Linked DNA regions of Zea mays: all the other regions are linked to region 2. A link is a contact called in public Hi-C data. All regions are on one chromosome and are shown on one strand. Each heading gives the region's core, a stretch centred on a gene start, on an enhancer-like site or on the middle of the called end of the contact. The rest is flanking DNA. Distances are from core to core; before and after follow the strand shown. Region 1 holds the start of LOC100276847 (NADH dehydrogenase [ubiquinone] 1 beta subcomplex subunit 10-A). Region 2 holds the start of LOC100282938. Region 3 holds the start of LOC542009 (OCL4 protein).

What was found. Hi-C and Micro-C count contacts between places; a contact is called where the count stands out from the background.
Region 1: a contact with region 2 is called in a Hi-C map of leaf, with 6 times the contacts expected there. The contact joins the promoter of LOC100276847 here to the promoter of LOC100282938 in region 2. A contact is called at or near these places in 4 of 25 Hi-C or Micro-C datasets (ear, leaf, root tip and 1 more) and 1 of 3 datasets of contacts at active chromatin or transcription factors (leaf).
Region 3: a contact with region 2 is called in a Hi-C map of ear, with 6 times the contacts expected there. The contact joins the promoter of LOC542009 here to the promoter of LOC100282938 in region 2. A contact is called at or near these places in 9 of 25 Hi-C or Micro-C datasets (bundle sheath, ear, endosperm and 4 more) and 1 of 3 datasets of contacts at active chromatin or transcription factors (leaf).

What each region holds. Positions count from the first base shown.
Region 1 is chr1:103,208,799-103,212,858 of Zm-B73-REFERENCE-NAM-5.0, forward strand. It overlaps LOC100276847 (NADH dehydrogenase [ubiquinone] 1 beta subcomplex subunit 10-A), which reads left to right and starts at 2,129. Exons shown (of 2, transcript NM_001416002.1): 1 at 2,129-2,497; 2 at 3,955-4,060. The coding sequence starts at 2,212. LOC100277622 reads right to left here and starts at 2,019. Exons shown (of 3, transcript NM_001151134.2): 1 at 1,829-2,019; 2 at 1,622-1,732; 3 at 1,114-1,448. The coding sequence starts at 1,919. The coding sequence ends at 1,375.
Region 2 is chr1:102,722,903-102,726,956 of Zm-B73-REFERENCE-NAM-5.0, forward strand. LOC100282938 reads left to right here and starts at 2,788. Exons shown (of 3, transcript NM_001155843.3): 1 at 2,788-3,463. The coding sequence starts at 2,829.
Region 3 is chr1:102,375,697-102,380,294 of Zm-B73-REFERENCE-NAM-5.0, forward strand. It overlaps LOC542009 (OCL4 protein), which reads right to left and starts at 1,891. Exons shown (of 11, transcript NM_001350876.1): 1 at 1,620-1,891; 2 at 1,125-1,413; 3 at 736-1,025; 4 at 296-602; 5 at 1-175. The coding sequence starts at 1,301.

The sequences.
Region 1 (4,060 bases), core at 879-3,378, 490 kb after region 2:
TGGGTAGTCAAACAAGAGCAACCAGTAGACCACAGAAACATTCGACTGCAATTATATGTGTGAATGTGTAATTACTTCAAACAAATTTATGTCATCAGTCAATGCCTCAAATGTGTGACTACTACATTACACAAAAAAAGGTGGTATGGCTGCTAACTTTTCAACTACTTTCACCACTACTCTCCCCATGATGGAAAATGCACACATGAAGTCAAATTCAAGCACAAGTCGAAGCATCATTCTTCAGTGTTAAACTGACAGGGAACACTTCTCTGGAAGAAATAACTGGTGCAAAGCCAGCATGGCCTCTATAAGAAAGCTGAATCGCAGACCCTACTGACTACTGTTACACCATTCACATCATCTTCACAGCTTTCCCATTGTTCATATGCATTCGTGTATGGCAGTGTGCATTTACATTTGACAAAAGAAAAGAAAAATAATAGGAAACACCAGGATTATCATACAGGCTGATCTATTAGTCAAGTGCCATGATTTCACTGCAGAACATATAAGATTTGCCGATAAAGCAAAACAATTTTGAGAAACAATGTACAAAGCACTACCAAAACCTTAAGACACTTCACATTCATAATTCATTGTAAAGTTCAAAATGGCTAACAGAAGATTTTGGTAACGAAATTCTTGTATATATGAACACTTGTCGTTGTTAAGGTACGTACAATGGAAGAGTAAGTCATTAAAAGGCGTACCCAGTGCCGTAGGCTTCCCGCACTGTGTAGGGCCTAGGAAAAGGTATCTTTAAGTACCAAGCCTTACCCGCATAACATGCAGAGGCTGGGGCCCGAATCCGGGACCTTCCGGTTACAGACGGTAGGCTAAGAGTAAGTAATTAAGATCACTAAATAATACAGTTTAATATGAGGCATGGGACAGTGCCATACAAAAAGACAGCTCAGAAAAAGAACATATCTATGTTCTAACATTTTTATGTTAAGATATGAATTTTAATTTGCAAGCTTTTCAACTTACAACCGAATTAAAGGTATTCTAATACCAGTGATCATAAGAACTAAAGACAACATAACTTTGTTCAATAATTATCGATGTATTTGCTGTCTCCAACTAAAGTGGCAATCATGCATATCTGTTCAGAAAGAAAAGGATGGATCATGAATGTAAGAAAAACTAGGCAGGTTGAGTTTGTAGAAGATAGGAAAGGCACAAGTCATAAACAATACCATGACATTGAAGTCACAATCACTTGAAAAATCCTTACATGTGTCTGAAATTGAATTAGCAGGAAGCAACCAGATTGATTTGAAACATGAACAAATCATCCTTGATGCTACAGCCTTCACTACCATCATGGAGTCATGGACCAGGCTTCTTGCAAGCACAAGCATGTACACCCTAGAAGTTCCTTGTTTTCTTGGATGCTTGCCCCAACTCTGAGAGCTTCCCGTTTTGCTTGGGCAGGTAAGCACCTGATAAACACATGCCCCCCAATGGGGTACAAATAAAATCGGTCGCAATCGTATAAGGAATGTACACAGCTCATTCATCAGGAACAGAAGCATTAAACTCAGGCCATATAGACAGATTTAAAAAAAACTGATCAGAAAACCATCTGTTGCTATTTTTGTGTTCCCCTTCTTACCAGGCCTGGAGACGAGGTTGATGCGGGACCGCGGTGCGGCGAACATCCAGTTGTCTTCGTCGAGAGACCTCACCTCCCTCTGCAGCGCCTCCATCACCTCAGACTTGAGTTCTGCAAGGCCAACCAATCGGTCAGTCACTCTGACTCTCTGAGGCATTCACCTGGCACCGCTTGCAAAAGGGAGAGAGAGATAGAGGGGCGTATCACCAGCCAGGGCCTCGTCCTTGCGGTAGAGCGCGTCGATGGAATCAGCGACGTCTTCGGCGGCCGAGATGGTCGACCTCGCCGGCGAGCTCATCGCGCCGGCTCTTCTCGGATCTGCCCTCTCCACGTGGCTGAACTGGCGTTTCCGCCTGCAGAGTGCAGACTTCGGGAAACAGTGAGTCGGCGACAGAAGCTTGTCTCTTGGCCCACCTACGCTTCATTCTGTTGGGCCGACTAACAGCCCACAGGCCTGGTTCGCATAATTAACTCATCGACCCATCAGCTCCGTCTCCCATCCGACCGAGCGGACCACACCAATCCCACACCCCCACCCCCACCCCCACCCAATCGGAAGACCGTGCGGCCGCCGGCCGCGATCGGAGAAGATGGTGCGCAAGGCAAAGGTTGAGTTCGATGAGCAGCCACCGGATAACTTCGACCCGAAGAACCCATATGCGGACCCGGTGGCTATGCTGGAGTACCGGGAACACCTGGTGCGGGAGAAGTGGATCCAGATCGAGACCGCCAAGATCATCCGGGAGCGCCTCCGCTGGTGCTACCGCATCGAGGGGATCAACCACCACCAGAAGTGCCGCCACCTCGTGGACCAGTACCTAGAGGCTACACGCGGCGTGGGTTGGGGCAAAGATGCCCGACCGCCCGAGTTACACGGTCCGAATCCCTTCATGCCTCGTCTTACCCTTTGATCGGCATGATCGATAGGTCTATATGGCTGCTTCTTCTCTGGTTCGCAGAGCCCAAGAAGATCATCGAGGCGGAGTAGCTGCTGCCTCGGCTTCTCGTGCTGCTGTTCCTGGATTGGAGGGGTGAGGCCTGCTGAAACTAAGCACATTCTTTCCTTTCTATGTATGTTGTGTGGTAATCAGTCTGAGTGGTGGAAACCGAAATGCATTAGAACAACTCCAATCATGAGTTCTATAATTGGGCCTTATATTTTGATTTAGCTACTGCTACTCAAGTCAATTTGTTTAGGCCCAAATTGAAGGATAGACTCCAAACAGTGAGCCTTAAACCGTGTGTAGGTTGCAACTGCTGCAGGATTTCGGTCATTTGACGCCATCCGTCGCCCGTCGTCGCTACTCCCATGCCCGGCTTGTTCTTTTCCTTTTCCTGTCCTGAACTAGCCTCAATATACTGGAGACCAAGAGCCGACAGGGAATGTCTGGATCGTGCAGGAACCTTGAGAGAGATGGCTGATGCTGCAGACCTAGACGACCGATGATGCATTATGACCTACCACATTGCTCTCCTCATCGGAGTGTGCTTGCAACTGTATTACTGATTTGATGCAGGTTACTATTGTTGTAACATTGGCTGCATCCTTTGCGATCTCCTTTTTCCCCCCTCATCACATATGTGTACAGTGGCCTGTTCAATGCTTCATAGAAGCATATAGGCTGATGTCTTTTTCATCACTGTGCAACTTGCCACCAATATTCCATCTCTGTCGAGTCCAACACAGATAGAATTGTACTGTCTTTTTTCAAAGAGGTGCAGAGATCAGGCACACCAAAGCAGCAGCAGCATCCTATTGAAGACCAGGATTTTGAAGAATCTATAACTAATCAAGAAGCAGACCATTATGATTGTTGGTACGAGAGCAGGAGATCAGGTGGCACGACAAAAAGTAGGCTGAGAGCGCAAATGTATTGTTAAGTAACCAGGTGACATTGTGCTGCATAACAAATGAATGAAGTCAAATGAACTGAATAATTGTATATGAAGTCCAATGAACTGAATAATTGTATGAGCTAAACAATTGCATAACAAATGAATTGCTCACAGATTCAGAGTTTCAGAATATTAAGCACTAGGCTTTAACCAATGATAGAATTATGCTCAGCATGGGCTTTAACCAATTCACATTGCAAACCTACTCAGTGAACAGCAGAGTTTCAGTTTTTGCAAACCTATTGAATTGCAAACATATAAAATACTTTGTATAGATTTTTAGGGAAGTGATGTTCCATAGATTTTTATCTTGGTAGTGCAATATGAAAGCAGTTCTACTACTGCTATTTTCCTTACTAGTATTGCAAACATCGTACATGTGTGAGAGGGAATTTTATGACAGTGGAGAATACATGTTTTTGTCTTCATGTTTCTAGGGAGGTATCAGCTACCATGTCTTGGACCCGAGACCGAGACTCATCCAGTTCAAGGAGCTCCCGCGCTCACCAGTGTAGGATCCCCTGGCCTGGCAGCCCCTGGCTT
Region 2 (4,054 bases), core at 1,538-4,037:
CATTCTCGGTAGAGGGCGTGGGAGCATGCGCATCCTTCCTGTATTCGTCTAACACCAGCCCCAACACCGACCCGCGCAGTGGCTATTGCACATCCACGAGGACATTTCACAGTATGAGTGCACCATCGTTTTCGCCATCGTCGGACATCCTGTTTGTCTTCCCGGCCTTTGCCCTGTTCTTCCTCCCCAACCTACTACCCTCGCCCACGGTCACAGCCGCGAGTCGACCGATGCTCTTCGACGCGGGTACGGGGCGAGTTAGTCTTGCTCCTGGCCTTTCTTCGTGCGTGCCGCTGAGGACACGGTGGCGCCTGCCACGCTTAGGTTATCTTGGCGATGAGGAGTCCAGGTCTGAGATATTGGACAACTACGGCCCGTAGCGCGGCTGTAGTCGGCATGTGCTATAGAGTTGGTGGTGGTGTTGTGTCGCCTCGGCGGGTCCAGGGCTGGGAAGGCACTCACATTCTCTCGCCCTTCTCGGTTTGGAGCTACTCTAGCTGGGCTTCTTTCTTCACTTGCATGCTCTCTCCCTATATGTATCTAGTGGTATACTACCTATGTCGCCTCTAGATGTTCAGGTCTTCGTCGTGTCCTTCTCCAGCAACGAACAGGTATGCCCGCCTCTTCCCTTCCCTTCCTGCTCTACGAAACCTTGGAAGTGGGGAAGCGAGGGATGGAGGTCACTGATTTGCTGCATATGGTGCCTATTCGATGGCTCGGCATCACATGTCTACATGGCCTTTTCCTTACCACGGTGTAGACTCGGTATGCGTCTACCACTTCTATGTACCTTTCACCCATCCTTCCGTCACTGCAAAAATTATTGTGTTGTTCCTCTATTGTTTTGGGTGTTAGTTTTTTGTTGTGCTAAGGACTAAATATAATTTTGGTGTGTTAATACTTTATTTATTGTCTGCACATGGTTTGTGTTATTCTAATGATGGCTCATGGATCCTGCAAAATGTGTAGGATTTGGTGATCCATGCAGTCACTACCACAGGATGCTCGTCTCTTGTTTTCTTGGCTCTTGCAAGCATTAGGTCGTTTCTGAGACCATATTGGCGCAATGGACTCCATGGTGTTTGAGGTTGCTGAATTGGATGGGGCAACAATGATTTGTCATACTAACAGTAAAAGGAAATGTTATTTGTTGGTTTTAAACGTTGGTAATTGCTACGAAGTACAATAATTTGTATGGAGCGCATCCAGTTTAGCAACTACTCCATATTTTGATCTATTTTTTTATAAGTTTGAGTTCATGTGACTTATTTTAGAAACTTGAACTCACAAACTTCCTCTTATTTGGTCTCTGTATGGTGGAATTATGTCATTCTATAATCTCTATTCGTTCATTCAGTCGTTGTGAACTCTCTTCTAATCGCTCACTTCATTGGTCGTGTTGTACCAAGACATATTGGATGGAGTAAACAACAACATCAGTTAGTCAAATCAAAAAAATATTATGCAAAGAGCGGAGACAATCAATAAAAAATCTTGAGATCTTTTGGTGGATAGTTTATGCGGGTATTGTTGTGAGATGTCGCAACGCACGGGCAACCGACTAGTTTTCGTTAATGTTGGGGTCATCGTCTGTGTGGACGCGCTTGTGTGTGGACTTTTTCAAGGTAATGCTTGGTTAGCGTAAGGGTGGACACTGACTTCTTAGAGTATCTCCAAGAGATTAGCCAGATGGCTCGTCAATCAAAATTTTGACTACTCAACAGAAAAAAATCTCCATAAACTAGCTATCAACTCGTCAAGCTATGACTCTCTAAATTTGCCCCCTCACTAGCCATACATGGCTTGCCACCCTGACTAGCCATACTATATACATAGCCTGTTGAAGTGAGATGCTACATATAGAGTGAAATATTTATGGAAAGGTAAATAGAGACAAAAATAGAGAGCCAAAAATGAAGAGTCCCTTGGAGATGCTCTTAGGCTGGTTTAGGGCATGGTTGGATCCCAAGAGCTAAAACAAAAGTGACTAATCTTTAGTTACTTCAGGGCTAAAGATACAAACAATAAGAGCTAAAAGCGACTAAAATGACACTTTTACTATTCTAGTCTAGATGTTTAGATCTTTAGCCCTAGGGTGACTAAACTTTAGTCACTTTTATTTTAGTTCCTGTAATCCAAACATTTCTTAGAGGTGAATTTAAGGAAATAGAAGAAGAATAAATCTATTCTAGTAAAAATTAAAATAGAGAAGGATTTAATCCCCTTCGATCCTTTGTAGGTTGTCTTTAGTTGATATATATATAATAAAATAAAATTGTTATAAGCTTTAAGATATAAAATAATAGTTTTGACGTATAGATTATAAGAAATTTAAAATACGTTTGATTAACCAACCGTGGTTTTGAAAAACTTTCAATTAAATCCGTATATGTCAACTGTGTTTCTCATCATTTAAATGTCTTTCGTATTGACAAACCGACCTCATTCGTCAGTCACTCCCTTTCTCCTCGTGCTGCCTCTCGTACAGGCCACGCTGCCACCACATCGAGGCCGACTGCACTACCACAAGGGCAGTTAATAGGCCCGTGTGCAGCAAATGGCCGTAGCTTCATTATCCCCTCAAGATCCATGGGACACTTTGAGAAAGCCCATGGGGACTCCGTCACCCTGGCCCAAGACCGCATGTGATTCCAAGACGAGGCAATATCCCAACAAACGTACGTAGCGCAGCGCGCCAGCGCCTCTTCTTCACTTGTTGGCTTGGGGGTGGGTGGGGGGGGGGGCGGGCCTGAGTTACTTTACCTCCCTTGAGCGACCACTCTTCCCAAGTTCCCATCCCAGTCCGTCAGTCAAGCGAGCGAAATCGAATGGCTCCCCTCTTCGCCGCGGCGTCCCACGCGTCCCTCCTCCCCCTCTCCTCCCTCGACCGCCCCGCCGCCGGCCACCTAGTCCGTGGCACCCTCAGGCCCCACACCTCGAGCCTCCGCCTGCGCCGCCCCCCGGGGGCAACCGGGCGCGGCCGCGGGCGTGGCCGAGGGGGCATCCCAGACGAGTGGGGCGAGCGCTCGCCGCCGGACAACCCCGAGCCCCCCGCGCAGCCCGATCCTCCCATCGACGAAGACGAGTGGGGCCGCGACGACTCTGCCGAGGGCAACTCACGCCCTATCGTCGTCGACGAGTGGGGCGAGCCCGGGGTGCCTGAGCCCGAGCCGCCCTCCGCCGCGGACCCGCCTAGCCCCTCCGCAGACGACGACTGGGGAAAGGAGCCGGAGGCGCCGGCGCCGGCCCCTGCTCCGGCGGCGGAGGAGGACGAGCAGGAGGTGAAGAGGGAGGAGCTCAAGCGGTGCCTGGTGGACACGGTGTACGGCTCCGACCTCGGCTTCCGGGCGTCCACGGAGGTCAGAGGTGAGGTCGTCGAGCTAGTCACCCAGCTCGAGGCGGTTAACCCTACTACTGCTCCCGTCGAGTCGCCGGATCTCCTCGACGGCAACTGGATCCTCATGTGAGTTCTTGCTACGCCCAAACATGTGACTCGATCTTTTGTTTGTTCCTAGTCGGTTGGTCCATCGATAGATGATTCAGCAGTGTTATTAAAACTATGTTTAAACGATGTTTAAACTACGTTTAAACGATGGTTAAACTATGTTTAAACGTCAAAACTTTAATTAGAGGTTGAAACCACGTTTTAGCGTTTTGGCGTTCTAAACTGTAAATCGCAGTGTTTTATGCATTTTAGACCATTAGCTACTTTTTGGGTCCAGTCTATTAGTTACTTTTGAGATTCAATCCAGCTCATGGGTGAAGTTTTGGTAAGCCACTAGCCGCTCTATTTTGGTATTTAACTTCATATTATTGTCTGAAATTATGATGTATTGGTATTTTTCCTGTGTTGTTTAGTCAAAATTTCACCCATGAGCGTTCCAACGTTTTACCGTTTTAATAACCTTGTGATTCAGTGCTGATGAGCTGTGTTGCTACTGCTGATAAACACCCGTGTGGCCATAGCCATACCATTCAAATCATTGAGAGGTGCGCTGAAACCTGTAATGATTGGGTATGGTGCGATCCATTTGCTCCGAACGCATCTGCATTC
Region 3 (4,598 bases), core at 641-3,140, 350 kb before region 2:
CGCAACCCATGACTGGGGACTGGTCGGTGAAATGGCGAGAGTAGACATTCATGTCGAGGTCGAGCGGCGGCATGAGCACCGGCGGCGGCGCCGATAAGCAGACCAGCGCGGACGACGACATGCTCGGCTGTCGGCCGCCGCCGTACCGGGTCGCGATGCACGCCAAGCGGTCGAGCTGGATGGATGAAGAGTGTTAGCCCAGGATTCTTTCATGCAGTGCAGTGTGGCGCTTAGGGTTTAAGCAGCGAGCTAAGTAGGTAGGGACTAGGGAGGGAGCGGCCGAGGCGGCACCAACCTCGTCCTTGAGCCTAGCGTTTTCGATGCGGAGCTGCTGCTCCTCGTACGACATCTCGCCGAGGACGGCGGCGTGGCCGCAGTTGGGGCAGACTACGTTGCGGATGGCGGCCTGCAGACGGTAGTTGTCGCTCTTGAGGCTCTCGTTCTCGGCGCGGAGGAGGACGTTGTCGGCGCGGTCCTGCTGCGCCTTCATCTGGGTGCGCCGGTTCTGGAACCAGAACTTGACCTGGCGGGGTTTGAGCCCCAGCTCCTGGCTCAGCTTCAGCCGCTGCTTGTCGTCCGGGTGCGGGCACTCCTTGAACAGCCTGTGCGTATGTCGTCCGTGCAATGCCGGCCATTGCCATTGCCATGCATGCATCCGTAAGAGATTATAATATATCGGAGAAGAAGATTATTATTATATATGAAAAGGCAAGCGTATATATGTGTGTGTCTTACGCTTCCATCTGCTGGATCTGGTGTGCCGTGTGGCGGTGGTACCGTTTCTTCTTGCCGTTGGCGGTGGCCAGCTGCTGCTGCTGTCCGGCGGCATCCGCCGTCGTCTGGAGCTCGAGGCCGCTGTGCTGCGGCTTCTGCTCCGGCCGGTCGTCGTCCACGTCGGCGAAGCTGAGCAGGCCGTCCAGGTGGCCGCTCCCGGAGCCGCCGCTGAGCTCCATCTCCATCTCCAGCTGATCCATGTCCTCGTCCTTGGCCACCTGGAGCGCACCCATGATGCCGCCCTCCTCCTTCTGCATATATACACAGGCACACGGGCGGGCCATACCATTTGAGACTCAAAACCCCGCGCTACAAAAGCTAGCGTTAAGGCGACGGAGTGCTCTACTTACTGGTACGAGGGAGGCGGCGGTGGTGGAGAAATGGTGGAATGGCATGGCGGCGGCGGCGGAGGAGGAGGACATGAACCCGGCGAGGGCGCCTGGGTTGGGGATGAAGAGCGTGTCCGCCGACGAGGAGGCCCCGGCCACCGCGGCCATCGAGGATAGGACCTGGCAGTCCCCAAACATACTTCTTCCTCCCTTCCTCGACCGGCCGGCGCGGCAGATCAACCGAGAGGAAAAAAATAAATGGAAGAACCCCTTCTCTCTTACTCCCGTCCCTGGCTGGCTCGCCTGATGACTGTGTTCCTCCGAATAGAAGCAAGCGGTTAAAATCCACGGCGAAGCATGGCAGGGCGAGTACAGGATGAGAGGAAGAGGATTTAGCGAGAGGTGTAGGAAAGGGAAAAGTTTGGAGGAAGCGGAGAGAATCGGAGAGGAGGAGGGGAGCGATGGAAGTGAAAGGGCGAGAAATGGGGGCGAGACAAGGGCGGGGGGAGTAAATACCCTGTCGGTTGTTCTGTGCCTCGGCGTACCCCGTGCTGGCCTGCTTCCTCCCTCTCCCTCGATTCGTCGGCCTTGCTTTGCTTGTTTGTTTAGTAGAGTACTCTACTAAACTCGGCTCCTCACCTACGCGCTGGACGCGGCGCAAGGTTGAAGACGGAGAAGAGGTCGGCCGCCTTCTCCTTCTCCTTCTCCTCCGTTTGCCCTGTGCTCTCGTCTTCCTCACAGCAGCAGCAGCAGCGACGGACACGGCCAGCCGGCGCTGTTACTTGTTGTCCACTGTGTCTGTGTGATGTGACGCCTCCGCTTTGACTTGTTATTCTGGCTTTCCTTCCGCGTGACTCGACCTGCGGCTGCGACGCGCTCGGCTGACTTCACGGACCCACGCGCGCTGGACCGTCACGGAGCCCACGTGGCAGCGACGGTGCTCTTCCCCTCCAGCGCGTGGACGCCCTGCGCTGCGCAGCCAGGAGACGCGCGCGGGGCCCGCGTGTCATACTCACGCACCCGTAGAGGCTGCGCAGAGCCGGAAAAGCCCAGAACGTATCGTGGGCGGGCGGTACAAATAAATGCGGTAATTAGGGGGCCAGATTACAGCGCGCGCGGGGGTGAAGGTGAACGACAGGCGGTAGTAAATGCATGCGTTGCGCGCAATAACTGCGCGGCACAGTAACGGGCGGGCCTGCGCCAGTGAAACCCGGGCGCGAGCACCGCCGCGTGCCCGTCACCGGCGACCGGCTCCGATCCCCCGCGCCGTTTCGCTTGCGTTGCGTTTGTGTCGCTGTCGCGTGCTTGACCAGAGTCTGACGAAGGCGTCAACAGAAGTCAACAGCTCACTCCGGCCTGTCGTCTGCCGGTCTTCTCCGATCCCTGCCTGAGGCATGCGCGCCTTCCTTTCATTCCCGCCGTGGCGCCATCCTAGGATGGGCCCGTCCGTCCGATCTGGCCGGCGCGCGATATCGGGCCCGCCGCGTGGCGAAACCGCGTTACAGCAAGGCGGCGGACATGCATGTGAGATGATGAGAGTGGTCTGCGCCAGGCTAGCTGTGGTGCAACGCTAGGCCTGTCCGTGCCCGGCCCCCGCCGGCCCGCCCCACCCGGCCCCGGAACCGGACCCGGCACCGAGTAGTACGAGTACGCATCGTCCATGCCGTGCGTGCATGCATGTGTTGCGTGCCACCAGAGGAGGAAACGAAGGCGGGAGCGTGCCTCGTGCGTACGTGTGCCACGCAGATTTTGCACAGTAATTGCACCAGGGGAGGACGAGGGTGCCGTACTGCTGCTGCCTAGCCTAGTAGCCTAGTCGGCTGCTAAGCAACCAATGCACGAGATCACACCAAATCTTCTCTTCTATTCCCTGCTTTCACTACGCACCAACCGAGATCACCGCTGATATCGACCAGTATTGCATGCCTTTTTCAAAAAGTGTATACTAGCAGCTCAAGAGTGCTAAGAAGGTAGTATTTGGTTTTGTAGCCTCAATTTATTCTATTTTAGTATCTAAATTGTCAAATACGAAAAACGAATTTTTTATAGACTAAAATAGATGGACTAAAAATTAGTCCCTAAAAACCAAACAAGCCCTAAAATCCATACTTTTCACACTTGTAAGAGCATCTCCAACAATGCCTCAAACTGGTGCCTCAAATTGAAATATGTGGCTCTACGCAGAAAAAAATACTCCAACAATGCCTCATTTTACAAACTTTGGTCAACAAATTATAGGGCATCATCTCAAGTGCCTCAAATATACTACACCGTAATGGGCTACCCTATAATCTAGATTTGAGACTTTACTGTTAGAGCGGGATGTTTTGTTGGTGTTCTAAATTCCATAAAATATACTCATTTTTAAATTATAGGGAACTTTTATTAGTCACATTGTTGAATATGCTCTAAAGGCTCTATCGGGTACCCAGGAACGTGGTACCCAAGGCCAGGCCTATAAACCTCTCTCTGGCCTATCTACCGACCAAGTCCTCGCCAAGCGAGTCTGCGAGGCGGGGCGAACGACTAGGTCCCCGTCGATCCAGTCTGCGAGGCGGGATGAACGACCACGCCCCATGTCGCTGCAAGGCGGGGCGAACGACCAGGCCCCCGTCGAGCCAGTCTACAAGGCGAGGCGAATGACCAAGTCCCCGCCAAGCAAGTCTGTGAGGCGGGGTGAACGACCAAACCCCTGTTGAGCGAGTCCGCGAGGTGGGGCAAACGACCAGGACCCAGTCGAGCCAGTCTGTGAGGCGGGTTGAACGACCAAGCCCCTGCCGAGTAAGTTTGCGAGGCGGGGCGAATGACCAAACCCCTGTCGAGCGAGTCCGTGAGGTGGGGTGAATGACCAAGTGCCCGCCAAGCGGATCCACAAGGAGGGGCCTCAATTCCAGAGTCTCTATAGTTACCCGCATACCCGAAAGAACACAACAGGTACACCATACCGGGGTGTATGGCTACGCACGCAAGGGGTGACGTAGGCCCGTGACGATAGGCAAAACCGTGCCATGTACTACCGCTCCATGGGACTGACCCAAGGGACCCCCCACGCACTACTATAGAGATGTTAGCGACGGACTAACTACAGAGGGTCGTATGACGAACGAGTGAGACGATGCGCCATACCAAGATTAACAACACATTTAAAGGTCTAACAAGTTTGTTAAGCGTTGAACAGGAAATTCGGTATGATGGACATACTTGAATAGTATATAATGATCAGTGAACAAAGATTCAACACAAGGTCAAATAACCAATGAGACAATGCAAATGGATATAGTACGGTCTCTATATTGGTTTGAATATATGGACTAGACCTGAGAAATCACTATGCATAAATATGATCATAATAGAGGTTGAAGTGATTAGAGGATTCGTCAAGCCAAAGTGAATAAGATATGAGGAATCGTGGATTGGCTTGACCATATTACTATATATTAGTCCATATATGCTTCTATGAGAATCAAACTAGAGCTTGATTGATCTTAGCATTTA